Linked DNA regions of Mus musculus: all the other regions are linked to region 2. The links are chromatin contacts, called in public HiChIP or PLAC-seq and promoter capture Hi-C maps. All regions are on one chromosome and are shown on one strand. The core of a region is the stretch at or near the end of the contact, and the rest is flanking DNA. Distances in the headings are between cores, read along the strand shown. Region 1 holds the start of Sirt3 (sirtuin 3). Region 2 holds the start of Phrf1 (PHD and ring finger domains 1). Region 3 holds the start of Nlrp6 (NLR family, pyrin domain containing 6).

The links. HiChIP or PLAC-seq counts read pairs in DNA pulled down with a chosen protein or histone mark. Capture Hi-C pulls out chosen DNA fragments and counts their contacts.
Region 1: an H3K27ac HiChIP or PLAC-seq map of embryonic stem cells shows a contact between it and region 2, with 8 read pairs. The contact joins the promoter of Sirt3 here to the promoter of Phrf1 in region 2. A contact is called at or near these places in 16 of 39 promoter capture datasets (the 3T3-L1 cell line, 3T3-L1-derived adipocytes, the C10 cell line and 9 more), 1 of 484 Hi-C or Micro-C datasets (embryonic stem cells), 5 of 115 datasets of contacts at active chromatin or transcription factors (the SCID.adh cell line, effector CD8 T cells and embryonic stem cells) and 4 of 9 other capture datasets (adipose tissue, embryonic stem cells, liver and 1 more).
Region 3: a promoter capture Hi-C map of adipose tissue shows a contact between it and region 2. The contact joins the promoter of Nlrp6 here to the promoter of Phrf1 in region 2. A contact is called at or near these places in 5 of 39 promoter capture datasets (embryonic stem cells, hippocampal neurons, pre-B cells and 1 more), 2 of 115 datasets of contacts at active chromatin or transcription factors (embryonic stem cells and pancreatic cancer cells) and 1 of 9 other capture datasets (adipose tissue).

The regions. Positions count from the first base shown.
Region 1 is chr7:140,880,540-140,884,012 of GRCm38.p6, reverse strand. It overlaps Sirt3 (sirtuin 3), which reads left to right and starts at 2,144. Exons shown (of 7, transcript NM_001127351.1): 1 at 2,144-2,250. It overlaps Psmd13 (proteasome (prosome, macropain) 26S subunit, non-ATPase, 13), which reads right to left and starts at 1,619. Exons shown (of 13, transcript NM_011875.4): 1 at 1,447-1,619; 2 at 435-513. The coding sequence starts at 1,541.
Region 2 is chr7:141,226,610-141,230,198 of GRCm38.p6, reverse strand. Phrf1 (PHD and ring finger domains 1) reads right to left here and starts at 1,411. Exons shown (of 18, transcript NM_001081118.1): 1 at 1,308-1,411. It overlaps Gm51460, which reads left to right and starts at 583. Exons shown (of 1, transcript XM_030243134.1): 1 at 583-1,993. The coding sequence starts at 988. The coding sequence ends at 1,476.
Region 3 is chr7:140,919,384-140,922,540 of GRCm38.p6, reverse strand. It overlaps Nlrp6 (NLR family, pyrin domain containing 6), which reads right to left and starts at 1,639. Exons shown (of 8, transcript NM_133946.2): 1 at 1,455-1,639; 2 at 629-900; 3 at 348-383; 4 at 1-131. The coding sequence starts at 1,483.

The DNA.
Region 1 (3,473 bases), core at 895-3,394, 350 kb after region 2:
CCCTTCCCCCCACTCTTGTCTTTAAATGTCCATGAGCAGAGTTGGGCCTGACACTGCATATATTTAATGACAGCACTTGGAGGAGGCTAACCACTGGTGGACTGTGAATCCAATCCCGGTCTGGTCTACAGAGCAAGTTCCAGGCCAGTCAGAGCTATACAGCCACAGCTAATCTCAAACAAACCAACCAACCAACCAACCAAGCAAGCAAAAATTGTCTGGAGACGTGGCTCAGTGATAGTTTAAGAGCATTTTGAAGACTCAAACTGGGTTCCTAGCACCTACACCAGTTGGCTTACAACTGCCTGCAACTCCAGTTCCAGGAGATCTCTTCTGGCATCCTTGGGCGCACACACGTTAAAAGTAAATAAAAATGAATAATAATAGTTTGTAATTATATTCAACATCGTCTGAGCTGTCTGGTAAGTCATTACCTTAATGAGACCATCTCCTTGGGCAAAGCATGGGTCCTGCACAAAATCAAGCACCTCAAGTGTCAGCTGATGCCACAACCTACAAAACAAAAAGCCCTCAGTCCCACATCCTAATGTGAAGAAAAGGATGCCTTCAGCCTTGACGGTCCCATCAAACACCAAGTATTTCCCAGGTCCCACTGCACAGCCAGGAGTTAAAGCAAGCGCCAGCCAATTCAAGCCTATTTCTGGACTGACTTTGCTTGCACCCCCTAGTCACTTATCCTTTCAAGACTCAGTTTTCTTAGGTAACACTGGAGAACACTTTTTGAGACAGCGTCAACTCCCACTCTGAGTGTCAACTGGAATTCCAATGCCACAACCTACAAAACAAAAAGCCCTCAGCCCCACATCCTAATGTGAAGAAACGGATGCCTTCAGCCTTGAAGGCATTGGTTGTGACTTTAGAATTCTACAGCTATATTTTGAACTCCATTCTCTCTTACTTATTAGCTGAATACCTCACAGAATAGAAAACTGATATTCAATCTTATCTGTCAATAGGAAGGATGAAATAAGCCAATACTTTAAAAAAGCCAATATATGAACCTTTAGGACACCGAAATAGCATACTTCATACCAAGACTAAAGGATAATATTTAATAATAGAGATAAAAGTGTTTTGAAAAACACAAAATGTTACACCATATATAGGCAGGTACATACTAAACACTGAAAAATTTCTCTTGAAATCACTAAGAGTTTTAACTGCTGGACATTGTCATGTGGAAAGGTTCTGAGGAAGAGGTGTTTTTTCATAGGCAAATTCTTATATCAAAGTCAGCAATTCGTAATTGTTCTTATCAAAGCTGGTAAGGCTGGAACGCAGGGAGTCTAGATACAGAACCCTGTTAACAGCTCTGCTCCTAAGGCTATCTCGACCCCTTTCCTCCACATCCCTGACCCTCCGGACTGATCAGAGCCCCTGGCCCTCCCACAGTCCTCTCCCTCCCGCCCCAGCCTCGGAGCTCACTTCTTCGTGTACAGCTCTTCCAAACGGTGCCAAACGGCAGCCTGGCCCGGCCCGGAGCTCTGACTCTGCTGTAAGAAGGCCGGCACATCCTTCATGATTGCAGAGAGCTGGGAACAACACAAGCACTAAGCAGTCAGAACCGGCAGGGATGGCGCACGGAAGTGCTCGCTCACTTCCGGCACCGCGGGCGCGCGGGGCATGCTGGGAGCGTCCCACTAGCCTCACGGGTTGCGGTCGTCAAGGTAACCGCGTTCTTGACTTCCGCTAAACTTCTCCCGGGTTTCTGGCCCTGCCCTTGAGGCATTAAAGAGTAGAGGTGCCTGGGGACAGCTAGCCACTGACTGGTCACGTAGCCTCAAGCCTGCAGACTTGGGTCCTCTGAAACCGGATGGCGTTTGGCGAGGACTAGGTGTGATGCAAATCGCTCAGAGAGCATTAGTTATCACCCGCCTACTCAAGGAGGTCGAGAGCGGCGTAAAACGATGAAATCTCCCGGTTTGGCTTCCCAACCAATAAGTCAGAGTCCCACAGAGGGAGAAGCTGCCAGCACCAGGCATAAACACAGCCTTCCACACTTCGGGTTATCGTGCGGGGGCTGGGCTGGGCTCGGCCGAGGGAAGGCGCCGGAGGGCGGCACTTGGCCAGAGGGGGGGCGGGAGTAAGAGTGCCGAGAGGGCGGGGCTTGGCTCACGGGGGCGGGGATTCGGATGGCGCTTGACCCTCTAGGCGCCGTCGTCCTGCAGAGCATCATGGCGCTAAGCGGTCGACTGGCATTGGCCGCGCTCAGACTGTGGGGTCCGGGAGGTGAGCCACGGCAGGGGAGACACGGGATCTCGCAGATAGGCTATCAGCGGCGTTTTAGGGGCGGGTAGCTGGAAGCAATTGTGGGAGTAAGGACCCGGCAGGCGCGCCCTTCTACAAGGTTTTGCTGACCGGCCATCACTACCTTCTCCTTAAAGGTGTTTTTCTATGTAACTATTGCAGCACAGTCTTTGAAATATTTTATAGAAGTTCGTTGTATGGATGTCTTATAATTTATATCACCATTTCCTTATTGAATACTTTCTAATCTTGAATTATTACAAATAACGTGATAAATAAACGTGTTTGCACCCCATTTGGACCACAAATTCTCAGTAGACAGCCTTGGGTAAGGTTACGTGGTTTGTATTATTTTGAGACTGGTCTCTTGTTCAAACTGGCCTTCAGCTGGCTGTGTGAAGGAGGATGACCTTGAACTCCGGATCCACCTTGCTTCCACCTCCCTCCAAGCGTCGGAGACTACAGTCACATGCCACCACATCCAGCTGTTACTTGTGTTTTAATTGTCCCCCATAAAGGTTGTGAAACTAAAAATTTTTACCAACAGTCATACTGTCTGCAAAATAGTAACATGTCTCATAGAGTCCTGAGAGTGATCAATAATAGGGATATTTTCAGTTTGAAATAAGTGAGTATATTAAGTTAGAGAGAAATCATCACACTGCATATTCAAAAAAAAAAAAAAAAGTCAGCAGACGTCTATTGGCTATCTTTAAGGTAGCTCGGTGGAACTCCCAGTAAAGAGTCCTTGCCAGAACAGAGTGACCCTTTCAGTGAGGTTTTTAGTAAAGCAACAGATGGAAGTAATATCAAATTGGACACTTGCTACATCTAACAGAAACTGGCAGAGAAAGTTGAGATAGTCATTTGGAGCTCCCAGGTGGGCTGTCCCTCTGTCTGAGCTGCGGGATTTCCTTCCTACTGGAGGGCACATTCTTTTTCTTGCAGATACTTTCCTATACTGGGATAAACTATAGTGACTTCCACTGGAAACCGTTTCCCTTCTGTTCTCAAGGGCACAAGTGTTTTCACTCTTGGGCTGTTTTGCTGTTCTCTCTCTGTCCTTTTACATAGTTAGGGGAGCCAGCCCTCCAGACTTTGGACTTTGAGACAAACATGGGTCTGGCATGAGGGAAGGGGTTGTCGGCCTTGTTTCCAAAGCCATCTTCTCAGTGAGCTCAAATGACGCAAGACAATTTATCAAT
Region 2 (3,589 bases), core at 162-2,661:
AAGCCCCTTTCACAGAAAATTCATTCAAAAACTCACTAGCCTATCCTGTGGTACCCTATGCTTCCCACCAAACCTAATGTCCACAGTCAGAGAAAAACAAAACAAAACAAAACAGCATAAGAAAGCTGAAAAATAGGGCTCAAGATCAGGGGCCCCAGATCCTAGAGGTCCATCGGCCTCAAGAACACACAGGCTATCCACTCAAAGCCACAGGGAAGGGCGAAACCCTTCTCCAAGAGGTCAAAGGCCAGGAGAAGAGCTGATGGTCTCTAAACACAGAGGGCATAACTTAAGGAATGTCAATTGTCACATGTTGCTCCTGCCTGGGAACAGTAAAGGGAGAAGAGTTCTGATAAACTATCTTACGTCTACCTGGTGCTCAGAGAATTTGCCACAGACTCCTGCTGAAACACACCGTCTCTGATATTAGAAAATGCAGACTGAGATAGACACAGAGCTTTGGCCCATTCATGACGGGGACCTCGGTCATGGTCCCAGTTTTCAGAAAAGAGGAGCTATAAGGAACTCTGTGAACCTCACTCACACAAGTCTTGGCTTTCTCTCAGTGCTGAGTGACGCCACAGGTTGCCCTTTTCACTCAGCATTCTTCCCAGAGGAATGAGTATAGAGTGGTCTATGGGGAGAAAGGAGGAATGCCGAGCTGCAAGTCAATCTCAAACTCCAACTGTGCTTCCAACCACTGGCCAAGATGACAGTCGCCAGACACGTTACTGTTTTCTGTTGCAGAGTACTCCTTTCAAGACACGATGGGAGCAACCCGGGGTTCAAACACAAGACAGGAAGACAGGTTTGAAAGCAATGTTGGCTCTGCCACTCTGCAGCGATGTAACACTGACAAGTGACTTTACCTCTCCGAACTATGGCTGTAAAGCTCCGACAGTGGTGCCTACTCGAGAATGCTGGGAGGGCTCCTCGAACTAAGGAAAACGATAATCGCGACATCAAGCACAATTTGGGCAAGTTCAGATGGTGCTGGCCAGGGCGAGGGCCATCAGGACAGAAAACCAGGTAGCTAGGGGTCACACCTTTCTTATGCACCAGTCCAGGTTCCCGCATGACCAGACAGGTGGCCGGCACCACGCCCATGGGCCTCCCGGTCGCAGCCGGACGTTCCGGGGCTCAGCTCGAGGCCTCAGCCACCCTCTCGTCCTCCGGACCGACCCGCGGCCAGAGCGACGTAGGCCTAGCCGGCCCGGAAGGCCACAGACAAAGCGTACGGCCACCATAGGTGGCCCGCGCGGCCGGACGCGACAGGGACACCGGGCCAGAGCGGCTACCGCACGTACCCGGGAACCTCGCGCCTCCCGGACGCTCCTAGACGATCCCGCCTCTGTCCGAACACGACCGCAAGTAGGCCGGTCAGCCGCCGCCGCCGTCGCCGCGCGCTCCCCGACCCGGAAGTGCACCCATACTCTTCCGGAACTTTCTGCCCTGCCCGTTGGTGGAAACTACTAAGGCCAAAACGGGGAGGAACTCGCGGCGGAGGATGACGAGACGTTAGCGCGTCCCCTTCCTCTCAGAACACCGACTAGCCCATCACAAGTACTGTCAGAGGAGAGCAGTGTTTTGCTGAGCGTGTGCTGTCCGAGCTCTCACCAGTGCACTAAACCAGGCTGTGGGTCTCACCTCCATGCAGTTGGTACAGTCCGACTCCCCATCCGCCGCGATGAATGGGAGCGGCCCCGGGACCACGTCTCCGCCCACAACCGTCCCGCCCTCCCGTGAGCGCCTCCTCCTGGTGGCTGGACTTAACTGCAGCCCGCGGCTGGAGGAGCGCTAGAGAAAAGCTTCAGGATGTCCCCTGGGTCTTCAGGTTCCCTTCCAGTATGCAGTTAATCATGATGGATCCTGTATATACGAGCTCCTCCGTCCCCTTCAGCCCGGCGAGGAGAGGCACAGTAACTTGTGAACACCGTGAAGAACTTAATTGTATGGCACAGATAATTAATAGAAAGAACAGAACTAGAGGTTACCGCCTGGCAGTAGGACACTTTCTTGCCTAGTACGCATAAAGGCCTGGTGAGAGGGGTCAAAGTATGGAGCATAATAGGATTAGGGGAAGAACCATGAGAGGACTCAGGGAAAATTCAGACCCACAAAACTGAGACTGACCTAGAGGCTGAGGGGATCAGAGGACACTGAGGTACTAAACAGGTGGCAATCATGGCTCACTGGACTCAACTGCCCATTTTGTGGTCCAGGGACCACTGTGGCTCAGAAGGGATGGCTTTTGATAGGAATAGAAGACAGACTGTAGCCGGGCAGTGGTGGTGCACGCTTTTAATCCCAGCACTTGGGATGCAGAGGCAGGCAGGCGGGTTTCTGAGTTCAAGGCCAGCCTGGTCTTCAGAGTGAGTTCCAGGACAGCCAGGGCTATACAGAGAAACCCTGTCTCGAAAACAACAAGAACAACAACAAAAAAAAAAAAGGAAAGAAAGAAAGAAAGAAAGAAAGAAAGAAAGAAAGAAAGAAAAAAAAAAAAAGAAAAGAAAAGAAAAGAAAAAGAAAGGAGGAGAAGACAGACTGTAGATTTACTGAGAAACTGGATGAGAGGGGCAGGGAGGAGAGGGAAGGAAGAATATGAAGATGAGGAGATAGGAGTCTACTTAGAAGAGGGAAAGCTAGGGTTATCCCCAGAGAGCAGAGGACAAAAGGCTGCCTTGGAGATAAAATGTGGTGGTAGTGGGGACCAGCTTTGGAACCTGGGACTTTCAGTGCTAAAAAGTCCAGATTCTACAAAGAAACTCAAGGGTAGGGTACTGAAGAAAACAAGAAAAGGAGAAGCAAACACATACATCAAGAAGGGATCTGGGGCTGGACAGGGTGACATAACCTTTACTCTCAGAAGAGACAGGCGGACCAGTGTGAGTTCAAGGCTAGCCTGGAGCACATAGCAAGTTCCAGAACAGCCAGAGCTACAAAGAGACCCTCTTTGTCTCAAAGGAAAGAAAGGACCTGGGAGCAGGGGGGTGGTTAAGATGGAGGGGTGCTTGACTGGCATGCCCAGAGCCATGGGTTCATCCCTGGCACAAAATAAATTAGATATGGAAGCATAGGCAAGATTATATAGAAGGTCATCCTTGCATACACAGGGAGTTCAAAAACAGTCTAGACTACATGAGACTCTTAACTCAAAAACGATGGGGCTGGGAGTAAGGCCCATCTGAGACTCTGAGAGTATCAGTCTTGGAGGAAGTATAGAGAAACTCAGAAGACTGAACAGGAAAGGCCAGCATGGTAACTATGCAGTAAATTCGCTGATTTGCTGGGAAGAGAACGATAAGTAGAATTAGCTAAGAAGAGGAAATTTAAAGGAGTTTAAAAAGGAGAAATATTGTGGCTGAAAGATGGTTCAGAGGTTAAGAGCATTGGCTGCTCTTCCAGAGGTCCTGAGTTCGATTCCCAGCAACCACAAGTTGACTCACAACCATCTATAATGAGATATGGCGCCCTCTTCTGGCCTGTAGACATACATGCAGACAGAATTAGGTATACACAATAAGTCTTTTTTTAAAAAAAAGGAAAATTATCAATATTCCTAATGGTGGGTTTAGAGAGGTGGTTGCTA
Region 3 (3,157 bases), core at 390-2,889, 310 kb after region 2:
CTCCACAGCGCCGGTCCCCGGAGCGATGAGCAGCTTGGTGAAGCGCTTGTTGATCTTCACAGAGCGAGCATTCCTCTCCTTCACCTTAGCATGCTGTCGTAGCACGTGCTCGCGGTACTTCTTCTTGAACGCTGGAAGGCGTAAGATCGCGAAAGACAGGGATGGGCTTGCCGCCACTATGGAATCACCCCCCTGCCTGTCTAAATCTGGGCTCCCTTTCCTCTAGTATGCTATAGCTTCCTTCTCCAGCCATCTCACACCCAAGGATCCCCAAGCAGCGTCCAGGAAACTTGGGCTCTATAAGGAGTCCAATAGGACGTTTCACCTGTGTGCCCGACCGAACATACCTGACACGGAGAGAAGCACCGAGGTGGGGCCGAGCTCTGGAAGGCAAACCCGACATGAGGCTCTCTGAGCATGAGAGATGGGGCAAGGCATTTCCATGGGAGCTTATGGAACTACCAGCCCCCGCCCCCCCCTCTCCCCCGCGAATGAAACTTTGGGCTGGTTTCCGGGAAGGAGAGTCTCAGGAAGTGGTAGAGTGGACAAAGTTGATCTTCCCAAGGAGAGCAGGGAGGATCAAGGGCGAGCCACCGGATCCAGCCCCATCCTACTCTGCCCAGCTTACTCTGTAGCTGCTGTTGCTTAAGTCGCGAGGCCACATCTCGAATATCCGACCTCTTCAGGACCTGCCGGGTCATTTCTACAGCTGGCACTGGCTCATAGAACTCAATGAGCTTGTCGACAAGGTCCACAGCGTCTGAGCGCTCCAGTCGCCCCCACGGGATGCTGCGGCCATCCAGGGGCGCATCCCTTAGCTTGTGGCGGAAGCGCTTCAGCTGCTCCTGGCTCAGCTCCTCCAGTGTAGCCATAAGCAGCTCCCTTGCCACTGCATCCACGCTGGGGATGAGAAGGGTTATCATCACTGATGCGACCTGAATAGGACCTGTCCCTGAACCTCCAAAGCACCCCGGGTCACACATTGCACATTCTCCACATGGAGCCCCAGGGCAATACATTGTAGAGACCCACAGGGTGTTCCAAGGCTTCACCTCAAATTACTGACTGTGGTGAAGTGGATCACTCCATGGTTAGTCTTTCTGCGTCTTTCCTTTCTGGCCACACGAGATAAAGCCAGTTAGCTTCCCTACGTGGGTCTGTGCTCTCCCTTGTCACATCCTCTGAAAGGGCTCCAGCTCTGCTCAACTGAGACAGGCCAGGCCCTGGTAGGCTTCCTGAATTCTCTACTCCAAACTCATACATAGCACACTTTGGTGAGTCTTTTCTGGACCACCTACACCAGGGACTGAGTCTGAGTTCCTTGTGGGGAGCAGACTCATAAATGCCCTGGTTTGCAGGGTGGACATAGAAGATGGGCTTGAAATTCCAGTACAAGACCTGCTCTAGAGGTGAGCCCAGTTAACTTGAAAGTTCTCTCTGGAAACCACACTCACCTGGAGCAGGAGGCTCCAGCGGCATCCATGGAGTCTTATCTCAGGATCTAACTCTCAGATGCAGAAGCTGGGAGCAGAGGTGATCCTTTCTGGGCTAAACTGGTCTCATTCTGGGTGTGAGGGTGTTTCTCAGTCTTGTTCATTCTGGCTCAGCTGGACTCTTGCTGACAGTCAAGAGGCTCCCAAGTTAAGCACGGGTTGTAACATCATATATGTGCTGGACTGCGACCTTTGGTTTTCTTCTATTTTATTCTATCAATACTCCTCCTCCTGGGTGTGGCATCCTATGCAGCTGTGAGGTGGTTCAGATTAAATAGCTGACTCACAACCAGGTCTTCAGAAATGGCCTTAAGGTGCTTTAAATTTTGCACACAAGGCGTGAAAATCAAGAGGGCAGGGGCCTGTGGGCAGGGATAAGGGTGGAGAGAGAAAAAGAACCAGGTCCTCAGCTCTGCAGTCAGTTAATCCTCCCACACCCAGCTCTAGGGCAGAGATCGGATGTTTCTGACCCTAGGCCCTGCAAGTGACTGCAGGGATATGGAGTTTCACTGTGTGGCTGGCACGGACGTGTGTAAAGGCACGTGTGCACACCTCCACATGGCTAAGTTAATGTTGTATTTAAGTGACTGTTTGTCGTAGACTAAATAAAGTCCATGAAGACACAGTTCACAGAGGCATGGATGTGTTTATTTATTTTTATAAATTCTGGAAAACAAGTCTTCTTTGTCTCCTTGTCATCATTATTGAAGGTAGAAAATGTGAGGCCAGGGCCAGTGAGATGGTTTATAGGGTAAAGGTGCTTGCCTGACAACTCGAGTTCTAACTCTGGAACCCACAGAAAAGTGGAAAGAGAAGAACTCCACAAAGTTGTCCTCTGACCTCCACACCCAATCTGTGGAATGCGTGCCACCGTGCTCTCAAATATCAAATGTTTCAAGGTGATAGTGATAGAGGGAGGCTGGAGAGATAGATAACACTTAGGGTTATCTGTCTCTCACAAAGAGACTGACTCTGGTTTCCTGATCCCACATGAAGTAGCTATCAACCACCTATGACTTCAGCTTCAGGATATCCAACTCTTATACAGGTGTGTGTGTGTGTGTGTGTGTGTGTGTGTGTAAAACACATACGTCTACATAAAAAGGAAGAAGGGAAGAAATACAAAGCCAAGCTGGTCTCGAGTACACTACTCAACATCTGTGTGACCTTGAACAGTTTGTTTAACCTCTATGCCTCTATTTCTTGTTCTTGAAGTAAAGCACGCACTCACAGAAGGTTGGAGAGATGGCTCAGCAGTTAAAACACTGACTGTTCTTCCAGGAGACCCAGGTTCAATGTCTAGCACCAGCACGGTGTGCAAAACTACCCGTAAGTCCAGTTCCAGGAGATGTGACACCTTCTTCTGCCTCTGCAGACACCGGGAATGCACAGGGTGCACAGACATCCATGCAAGCAAAATACACATAGACAGAAGATAAATTAAAAAGAAGAAGAAGAAGAAACGCTTATGGTATTCATATTACGTGGCGTGAAGTATAAGGTGTGGGGAGAGGGCTCTGTCTGTACAGCAGTTGCATTGTGAGTCTAGCATAAGCTTGAGGAACAGAGCTTCAATCCCCAGAACCCACTTTCTTTTTTTAAAGGCATGATAACCCACAAGGTATGGAGTGTCATGGTGACATTCGCTAGGTGGCTTTCCCACA